Regions from separate parts of the Sus scrofa genome. Here region 1 is linked to region 2. A link is a contact called in public promoter capture Hi-C data. All regions are on one chromosome and are shown on one strand. Each heading gives the region's core, a stretch centred on a gene start, on an enhancer-like site or on the middle of the called end of the contact. The rest is flanking DNA. Distances are from core to core; before and after follow the strand shown.

The links. Promoter capture Hi-C pulls out the DNA fragments that hold promoters and counts their contacts.
Region 1: a promoter capture Hi-C map of fetal skeletal muscle shows a contact between it and region 2, with 2.7 times the contacts expected there. The contact joins the promoter of DPCD here to the enhancer-like site in region 2. A contact is called at or near these places in 1 of 5 promoter capture datasets (fetal skeletal muscle), 5 of 47 Hi-C or Micro-C datasets (embryonic fibroblasts, fetal liver, liver and 2 more) and 1 of 2 datasets of contacts at active chromatin or transcription factors (skeletal muscle).

What each region holds. Positions count from the first base shown.
Region 1 is chr14:112,614,369-112,619,512 of Sscrofa11.1, reverse strand. DPCD (protein DPCD) reads right to left here and starts at 2,175. Exons shown (of 6, transcript XM_001926725.4): 1 at 2,027-2,175. The coding sequence starts at 2,090. POLL (DNA polymerase lambda) reads left to right here and starts at 2,165. Exons shown (of 9, transcript XM_005671395.3): 1 at 2,165-2,248; 2 at 3,067-3,207; 3 at 4,104-4,398; 4 at 4,571-4,733; 5 at 5,096-5,144. The coding sequence starts at 3,093.
Region 2 is chr14:112,347,796-112,352,485 of Sscrofa11.1, reverse strand. No RefSeq gene overlaps it. Among named protein-coding and RNA genes, the nearest start is that of BTRC, 49 kb to the left of the region's middle. Within about 2 kb of position 2,930, at least 8 of the 83 cell types and tissues checked have an H3K27ac peak or open chromatin away from gene starts, as enhancers often do. A contact at or near this core is called in fetal skeletal muscle and skeletal muscle, where this site is marked.

The DNA.
Region 1 (5,144 bases), core at 926-3,425, 270 kb before region 2:
TATTTGTTTAAATACTGCCCTTTGACCAAGCAGGGACTCAGATAGATTTTTGTACACCCTTGTTCACAGCAGTAATTATTCACAATTAAAAGAGTGGAAGCAACCCAAATGTCCATCAACAGACCAACGGATAAACAAAACGTGGGATATACATACAATGGAAGAATATTACTCAGCTTTAAAAAGGGAGGAAATTTTGACACAACTGACACCATGGATGAACCCTGAAGACATTACGCTGAATGAAATAAGCCAGTCACATAAGGACAAATATTGTATGACTCCACTTATGAGGTTCTTGCTACAATCAAATTCATAAAGATGGAAAGTAGAACGATGATTGCTAGAGGCTGAGGATAGTGAGACCAGGGAGTTAGTGTTTAGTGGGCAAAGAGTTTCAGCTGAAGAAAATGGAAAAGGTTTAGAGCTGTATGGTGGTGATGGGGGCACAACAATGTAAATCTACTTAATGCCACAGAACTGTAGGCTTAAAAATGGTTAAGATGGCCAATTTATATTATGTACTTCTTACAATAAAAACCAAAACCACTGTCCTATGAGATAACGTGCAGAATCTTTAGTTTGGCATAGCAGATCGATCATCACATACCCCAATTCACCTGCCATCTTTCTTCATTCTCCACCATTTCCCCTCAATGCTCCTTGAAAAAAGAGACCTTTTATTCACGCTTGCGTCCTAGCACCTAACACCTGACACAGTGTAGGGGATATTATGACAGACCAGGTGAATGCCTCAGTCTCACTAAACATTTATTAGGCCCCTAGTAATCAGCCATATACTTTCACACCTCGTGCCTTCACACATGCATCCTTCTTCTTGGGATAACTATCCCTTTTTCTCTATGAGAAAACACCTATTCATCTGTTAGGACCCATAAACATCAGCTCTTCTGTCAGGCTTTCCTTCAAAGAGATAATCACTTTCACCTCTGTGCGCTCAGAGAATTTTACGAAGAGTCCAATCTCTGTTTAACACACACACACATTTATTTACATTTCTTTTTCCTGACCACTCGGTGAACTCCTGGGACAACATGCCTTTTTTTTTCTATCTGCTCTAGTACACCACTTGACACACAGTAAAAGCATCCCTAAAATGCTGCCTGAACCAATGAGCAAATGACCAGCTGATTTCAGTTGCCACACTTTCCTCACTGGTCTCTGCCTGTGGATGTCAGTTCCTGCTGGTTTCCTGAAAGCTACAAGAACTCAGACCTAATTCATTCTGGCTGTCAAGAGGGTCCAGGAAGGAACCCTAAAGCACTGGTCAGTCCTAAGATGGGAGAAAGAAAGTCAGGACTCCATACCCCTGTGCCCACCTCTTCCAAGTCCAGCCCCGGAGTGAGGGTGGGGGCTTACTTTGTCTCCCTTAAAGATCCAGGGACCAATTTAGAGGCTCACTTATAAACATGATATTACAGCTGTAAAGGACCTCAGAAGTAACAGAGGTAATCCACCACCTCATTTTACAGATGAAGAAAGTAGGTTCAAACAAGTAAAGAGGTCGACAAGAGAGCCCACTAAATTAACGGAGTCTAGAGTCGTTAACTAGAGCCCAGGTGTACTGCCTCTCTGACACTAGACTGCTTTCAGCAATAGAACCTCCACATTGAGGTTCATGGAATCCCACGTCAAGATGCCGTCTTGTACCACTGACTAACTGAGGGAACTTGGGCTGGTCTAAAATCTTCGATTTCAGTTTCCTCTTCTGTAATGGGGTGAAAATTTAACAGCCTCCCCGGACGGCGGTGAAGAGCAAATGACAACGAACGTGAACGAAATTATTATTACTAGTAACAGAACTCAGAGCGGAGGAGGGTGGTGTAGAGGAAACCAGGGGTGTCCAGAGACGCGCGTCCCAGTCACGTCATCTCTCTGGGCCTCAGTTTCCTCGGCAGGACCTGGCCTGGCTGGCGGCCACGACCTTCTAGCTCTGCCTTCCCGGAGGCACAAGCACAGACCCTGTGGGAAAGGACAAGGGAGCTCGCGAGGGACCTCGAGTTACCGTCCTGCAACAGCGCCGTCTTCTCGGCCGCTCGGAGACTCTCCAGCCAGCCGGTCACCGCCATCTTCCCTCCGCCCGGCCGCGTGCCTAGCCGCTGTCATGGCAACGTTCCGCCTAAGGCCACTTCCGGCTACCCCGGAAGACGTTCCGGGCGTTTGCTTTTTCCTCCCCCTCCCGTCCCCCAACCCCCGCGCCCTTCATCCGCTCTCATTGGCTGCTCTGGTGAGTAGTTTACTCATGCCCACCACCTGTGATCCATCAGGCCCCAAGTTGACCCCATCCTGGACTGAATCCAGGAAATGGAACCCCACCCCGGCCCGCAGTCGGGAGTCCCTGGCGCGCGCCAGCTGCGTACGGAGCTGTGCCCCACACCTGCTGGCGTCTTCACCACCCCCAGCTGTGAGGCCTAGAGTGCCCCTGTCCCAGAAGGCGCCCCACACCTGCTACAGTCGTTCATCTCCCCGCAGCTGCGGGCCTGTGCGCCCCCGTGCCGAGAGGTCTGGTCGGAGACCAGGGCAGGTGCAGAGCGTTCCCCCACCAGCCTCTCTAACCTCCGCCTGCCACCCCAACCCCGGTTTTTCGTCTGTGGGTCTGTGATGGGTATAAAGATTATATGCAGGTTCTCCCCAGTCCTCACTCCTCTTGGGAGTCCAAGACCTTACTAAAGATGTGGTCCATTCCTAGCCTGGCATCCGTTTTGGTAAAGCCCTTTGGAAGTGGGAAGCAGCAAGAGCAGACGCTGCACACTGAATCTTCAGAGCAACCCCCTGAGAAATGATATTGTTTGGCGCCCCTCAAAAGCTCTTCCAAGAGTTCCACTCTTCCCCTCATTTCCCCCAGTGCTCTGACTTTGAAAAGCTAGTGAGTGTAGAGCTAGGCTAAACCACCCAAGTTCACTTAGGTTTTTGGGAGACTCTTGGGAACTAGGCTACTGCCCCCAAGGCCTAGTCAGTACACACCCCACCTTCACAGTCAGAGAGGTTGTGGAGCCTCACTTCTGCGTTTCCACATGACAGCTGCCCTGATCAACCCTCCAACAGAAAGACCAGGATCCAGTCATATCTCAATGGACCCCAGGGGCATCTTGAAGGCATTTCCCAAGCGGAGGAAAATTCATACCAGTCCATCATCAAAAGCACTTGCAAAGATTCCCAAGAGGGAAGATGGAGAAGAAGCAGGAGGTGAGTGGACCCACCCTCAGAACCCTCATGTACTTGAGCCTCAAGCTTCTACATAGTTCATGTCCAGAATCAGATATTACAGCTGACTCTGCCGTCCCAGAGCCTGCGGGTTGGTTTGTACCTGCCTTACACTAGGCTTGGTTCCCAGTCTTTGACAGGCAACTTGTTGAGACCTCCATCAATCAGAAGAATTCTTCCTGGTCCCTAAGGAAATGACCCAGCAGAATCCTGTGCTCTTTGTGAGATTGTCTGCTGGCCAGAGGAGGGGATCCAAACAATTTAGTTATTTTGTGGCTAAATTGGCAACTAGATAGCAAAAGCTTACCTGGTGGCCTGGGTTGGGGGAGAGGAATTATTAGACTGTGAGGCTTATAATGGCAAGAGATTTGCCATGCATGATACATAACAGGTGCCTACTAATTTTTTTTTTTTTTTTTTTTTTTTTGCGAGCCACACATGCAGCGTATGGAAGTTCCCAGGCCAGGAGTCAAATTGGAACTACACCTGCTGGCCTATGCCACAGCTCAGAGCAATGCCAGATCCTTAACCCACTGAGCAAGCCTAGGGATTGAACCTGCATCCTCATGGATACTAGGTGGGTTTGTTACCACTGAGCCACAACAGGAAATCCTAATATTTGTTGAAAGAGTAAATGATCAAATGCAGTGATATAGGGTACCTACAATGCACCAGACACTGTGTCAGGTTACATCAGAGAATAGGACATATCAAAATCCTTGCCCCTTCCACCGAGTAATGGCCCATGAGGAAATTAATGTATGCTTGTGGCGGGCTGTCTGGTTGGAGGAAAACGATTAGGGGAAAGGGACTGTGAAGAGTTCATTTGGATCATGTCCTAAAGTATGACAGTAGGCATCTGGATGTCCCCTCCACAGAGTGGCTGAGCTCCGTGCGGGCACATGTTGTGCCCACTGGCATTGGGCGAGCCCGAGCAGAACTCTTTGAGAAGCAGATTGTCCAGCATGGTGGCCAGCTATGCCCTGCCCAGGCCCCGGGGGTCACTCACATTGTGGTGGATGAAGGCATGGACTGTGAGCGAGCCCTGCGCCTCCTTAGACTGCCCAGGCTGCCCCCAGGTGCTCAGCTGGTGAAGTCTGCCTGGTTGAGCTTGTGCCTGCAGGAGAGAAGGCTGGTGGACACGGCAGGATTCAGCATCTTCATCCCCGAGAGGTGGGCTAGTCCTAGTCTTTTCTCAATGTTTTCTTGAGCACTCTTAAGTTATTAAAAATAACTTATTGTCTTAATTGGACACATTAAAAAAAGATTTCAGAGTAGAGAAGGATTGGAAGCAGAGAGAGGGCAAGACTTTTGGTGTCTTAACCTCCCAACACCATTCCTGCAGGTACCTGGATCAAGCACAGCTCAGCAAGGCAGGCAATGACTCCTCTACTTCCCCTGGAGCCCGTGAGACTCCGCTCAGGACAGCCCTCTCTCCTCCCTCTCCTCCCACCAGACCTGTATCTCCTTCTGAGAGGACAGAGGAGTTTGCGAGCATCCAAGCACAGGTCAGGAGCCTCCCTTCCCCTGGGAACTAGATCACAGAAACAGGGAGAGCCTGGTGGTTGTTCAGAAATTCCCAGCCCTCTGAGAGAGGAAGGCTGTCTTCACTGTGAAGCCACTTAGCTCTTCCCAGCACTCATCACTCCTGCATTTGCTCAAGCCACATCTGCCACATACCACTGAGGATCCTAGGGCTGGACACTGGGGGAGCCAAAGGGAACACAGCCCCACATTTAAGGAGACCCAGATCTGATGCAGAAGACCAGCTTCATTCTTGGGTCTGACTAGGAAACTCAACCCCTACTTCTGAGGAGCCCTCCTCAAGGAGGGCCTGAACTTAATGTCTCTTCTCCTTTCCTACCTCAAGCCCGGCTCTGATGGTGACACCAGTGATGGGGAAGAGACCCAGGTTAGTG
Region 2 (4,690 bases), core at 1,681-4,180:
TGCTGCCCTTGTGCATCTCCAGGTCCAGGCTTGGTCCCCATACCCAGGTCAGTAGGCCTGGTGAAGGTCTAAATGTGGGTAGGAGAAAAGAGACTTCAGGAGTATGTGAGCCTGACTTTCATTCAAAAGTTCCTAGGGAAGACTGGGGCTCAGACTGCAACAGGCCTAGTTGTCATGGTCATGGTCATGGCCCAGCAGGCACAGAGCAGCGCCCTCAGATAGACTGGGCCTCTTCAGGGTGGTGATCAGGCTGGATCATAGCCTCCAAGGAGACGTAGGAAGTGGGGAGGTTGGGGGATGGACAAATGGACAAAAGTATGCTTTCTAAGTTCTAGACGTGAAGGAGAATAGCCCCTGCTTAGGAATGAAAAGGGAGGCTTGCGGGGGCCAAAAAGAGAACAGGCTGACTTCCCCAAATCTCTCTCCAGAAAAGGGGCAGGAATAAGAAGTGCACAAACTTTGAATCAGGTGAGTTGGTATAGGGTCCACAGTGGACAGGGGACAAAGGGAACTGAACTGCTGATGGCTGGATGGGGCAATTCCCATGGTCCTCTGCTGCCTCCCTCTGGGAGAGGGTAAGAGGACCAGCCCTATCCTCCTCCCGGCCCCATGCAGTTCCTCTTGGCTCCTCTCCACGGAACCCCATCCCCAGTGGGTCCTGGATTTCTCCTCAGGTCCTGAGACACCATCCTTACCCCTGACCTCTGTCTCCTAGATCACCCTCACCCCACAGAAGGCACGAGAGAAAAAGTAGACTGATCGGTGAGTGGAAAGGGACTCTCTGGAATCTGGAATCTTCTCCATTCCCTGCCTCCCCTCCTCAGAGAAGTAAAGGACTTTGACTTGGTTCACTCTTTTGCATCCCTAATGGGCTGCCCTGGGAAAGGGGGAGGAAAGAGTGGGCTTGAGAATCGGCCCACGCCCCTTCTTTTCCCTTGAGTATTGCTCTACCCAGAGCCCAATGCCTCTCTGAGGCCAAAACCAAGGCCAGGCCCAGGCAGGAGGCCTGATGGTTCAGTGTCCTTCAGTGCTCCTCCCACCACCAGAGGACTGAGCTCAGCTGGGCAACCCCTAACCCCGGCTCTGCCTGCTTCCCAGCAGGCTTCAGTCTAGGCCTGAAGGGGCTGAAACCCAAGATGGTGGGGAGAGGGGGGAGCCAAAGGAGGGCCGGAAATGACCAATGGCCTCAAAGAGAAATACTTCCTCTCTAAAAGCCCTAGATTTAGTCCAGCAGGCCAGAAGTTGATGAGACCATAACAGAATAGTCAAGAAGAAAGTCACTCTGGGTTTTTCCTCTTCTGTGACTTGGCCTGTGATTTGCGACTGTCCACTTACACAGTACATCCTTACACACACACACACACACACACACACACACACACACACACACAGCTGAGCTATGTCCAGCCTTCCTGCTCATGTGATAAATCACGGGGTGGGGACTAGCGCAGAGAGCTTGGAAGGAGAGGGCACAGGAGGAGGATGGGATAGTCAGTGGAGGGAGCAGGGATGGCCGGCACAGTGTGGGGTGGTTTGGGGGAGACGCCATGGTGTGAGAACACATGCAGGAGCTGGAGGGTAAGAGGCAGTGGACAGGGACATGAAGTAGGAGGTCAGCCAGAGGCTAAGAAGGGGTTGCTTGGAAAGGGAAGGATTTGGGAATGGAACTAGAGACTCCCATGCTATGTAAGTCAGAAAGAGAAAGACAAATACCATATGATAACACTTATATCTGGAATCTAACACATGGCACAAATAAGCCTATCTACAGAAAAGAAACAAACTCATGGACTTTGAGAACAGACTTGTGGTTGCCAGTGAGGGAGGGGGAGGGAGTGGGAAGGACTGGGAGTTTGGGGTTAGTTGATTCAAACTGTTGCATTTGGAGTGGATAAGCAATGAGATCCTGCTGTACAGCACAGGGCACTACATCTAGTCACTAGTGATGGAACATGATAGAGGATAATGTGAGAAAAAGAATATGAATATATATATGACTGGGTCACTTTGCAGTAGAGCAAAAATTGACAGAACGCTGTAAATCAACCATAACAGAAACAAATAAAAATCTTAAAAAAAAAATAAAGGGAAGGATTTGGGCAATAAGCTGCTCTATCAGAATCCCATTGTGTTTGGGGGCCCAGGCTCTTGTCCTAACTGAGAGGCAGGCTGGTCCAAGCCTCCAAAGTCACCTCTAGAAGGCAGCCAGGGGCCAGGAGTGCTTCAGGCATGATGATTATTCTTCCCCTCTGCTGTTAAGAGGATGGACAGGTGGGAGTTAGGCTGCAGGGCTCCTTTCCCCCTCCTTCTCAAAAGACTAGATTCATCCACTCTCTCCAAACTCAATTATCCCCTGGTAAGATCCACCTTCCGGAGTTCCCGTCGTGGCATATTGGTTAGGAACCATGAGGTTGTGGGTTCGATCCCTGGCCTTGCTCAGTGGGTTAAGGATCTGGTGTTGCCGTGAGCTGTGGTGTAGGTCGCAGATGTGGCTCGGATCCTTTGTTGCTGTGGCTCTGGTGGCTACAGCTCCGATTAGACCCCTAGCCTGGGAACCTCCATATGCTGTGGGAAGCGGCCCTAGAAAAGGCAAAAAAAAAAAAAAAAAAAAAAAGATTCACCTTCCAACACTGAGTTTCCCCATCCCCTCTCAAAGGGAAAACAAAACCAGTACCAAACAGGTCCTCTCTAACTTTCCGGCAGTCCTAAACTGGACAAGCTCAGGGCAGGAAGAGGCAACAAGGTGGTTATGGCTTTTGGCCCATGTCTTCGCCAGAGCCTGGTCTTACGACCTCTTGCCTTTTAGTAGGGTGTAAGGTCAGGAGGGCTGGGAGGGTGGCCATTTTGACCTTGGGAGGCCTGCTCCTGTCTTTATCCATGGCCTGCCAGCTTTCGGTGCCCTTTGGAGGTTTACAGTCATATAAATCGCAGAGTCTCATGCTGGGCTTGGAGCCTGCAACTATAAATAGGCACGAGATAAACAAGGTGGCAGATGCAGGGGCTTGGGACAAGACAGAAAATCTGCCCCTCTTTGCTTGGTCAGGGGCCAAGGCACATCCATGGAAAGGGATATCTTCCCTCCCCTTTCCTCCTCTCTCCCCCTGCTCACTGGCTTCTAGCTTCCTGTGCTCTGGGCTTCTAGTCTTTTCCCTCTGGGGATTAGCCTCCAAGGCAGCTTTCTGCTGTAAAACTTCCCTGATCACCTGTCTTGTTTCTTCCAAGTCAAGACTGGGGGACGGGTGTCTCCATTACTCGCAGGGCCCCCCACTGCCTTTCTCCAGTTGCCTCTCACTAGGTCTCCAGCCTCGGGCTTCTAGAGGAAGTACTGCTGCCGCTAACCACCAGGCTCTGCCACTAGGGGCGCCCTGATCCCTTCTCCATCCTAACAGCTGAGGGGACGCTAACATTTCTTAACCAGGAAACTTCACCAAGAAACACTAGAGAAACAAAGCAACCCATTCCCTTCCCAGTAGAGAATATAAGAGTGCACACATTCCTGTCATTTGAACTGATCGAAACCTTGGATTTTCTCCCCAAGATTTCTGGGCTATAGCAGCTAGATTCTAAACAAAGACTGAGCTTGAGACAATTCAGGGAGCACTGCTTTCTGGATCTCTCTCTGCCTTCCCTCTGCCCCAGTCTGAGCTGCTTTCTTGCTCTGTACTTGTCCTGGCCCCAGCAGGTTCTCAGCCTCCAAAGAGTTCTCTGAGCAATTTCAGACCCCACTGGCCCTACAATTACCTCTTGGAAGACTCTGAACCTTCGGCTGTGAAATTTCTTCCTTCATTTCAAGTTGGGCTTTCCAAACATATTCACTCGTTCACTCACCAGTTTAGAATCACAGAAATTAAAACTGAAAAAGACTTTAAATTTTTTTTTTTTTGTCTTTTTTTGTCTTTCTAGGGCCACATCTGCGGCATACGGAGGTTCCCAGGCTAGGGGTCGAATCGGAGCTATAGCTGTCGGCCTACATCACAACCACAGCAACGCCAGATCTGAGCCGCCACCACAGCTCACTGCAATGCCAGATCCTTAACCCACTGATCGAGGCCAGGGATCGAACCTGCAACCTCGTGGTTCCTAGTTGGATTGGTTAACCACTGTGCCACGACGGGAACTCCTAATTTTTTCTTTTTAATCAATGAGGGATCTAAATTCTAGAGGGTTTGGGTGACTCTCAGCATAGTCACACAGCTAACACTGGCTTTGTTGCTAAGGCTGGAAATGCTGCTCTGTGAAGCCTGGCTTCTCCAGCCAGACCTCCAACTTCCAGCTCTTAATGGCTTCCTCTGCCCCCAAGAAACAGGCTTTCTATCTTTCAGAGGTCTATTCTCCTTTGAGCCCTACTTCCAGCTGGCTTCTCACATAAAGAGAAGGAATGGACAGGCTCTGAATCACAATGAATGGTTGAGCCATCATTCATGGCTGTTTCCAGTACCTACAACCCCCATTGCACTGGGAGCTCTCTGATGGCCTACTGAACAGATGATCCTGGAGGAACGACTTTCCAGAATCCCAGCTCCATAAGGCCAGGAGGAGCGAGATGCATCTTTCCTGCTGTGGGAAGTTACTTCCTTGGCTGCTCCTTCCTTTTCCTTCTGGATGTCATTTGTCTAATTTTTCTTTTCTTTGCTGGCCATGCCTGTGGCATGCAGAAGTTCCTGGGCCAGGGATCTAACCTACACCACAA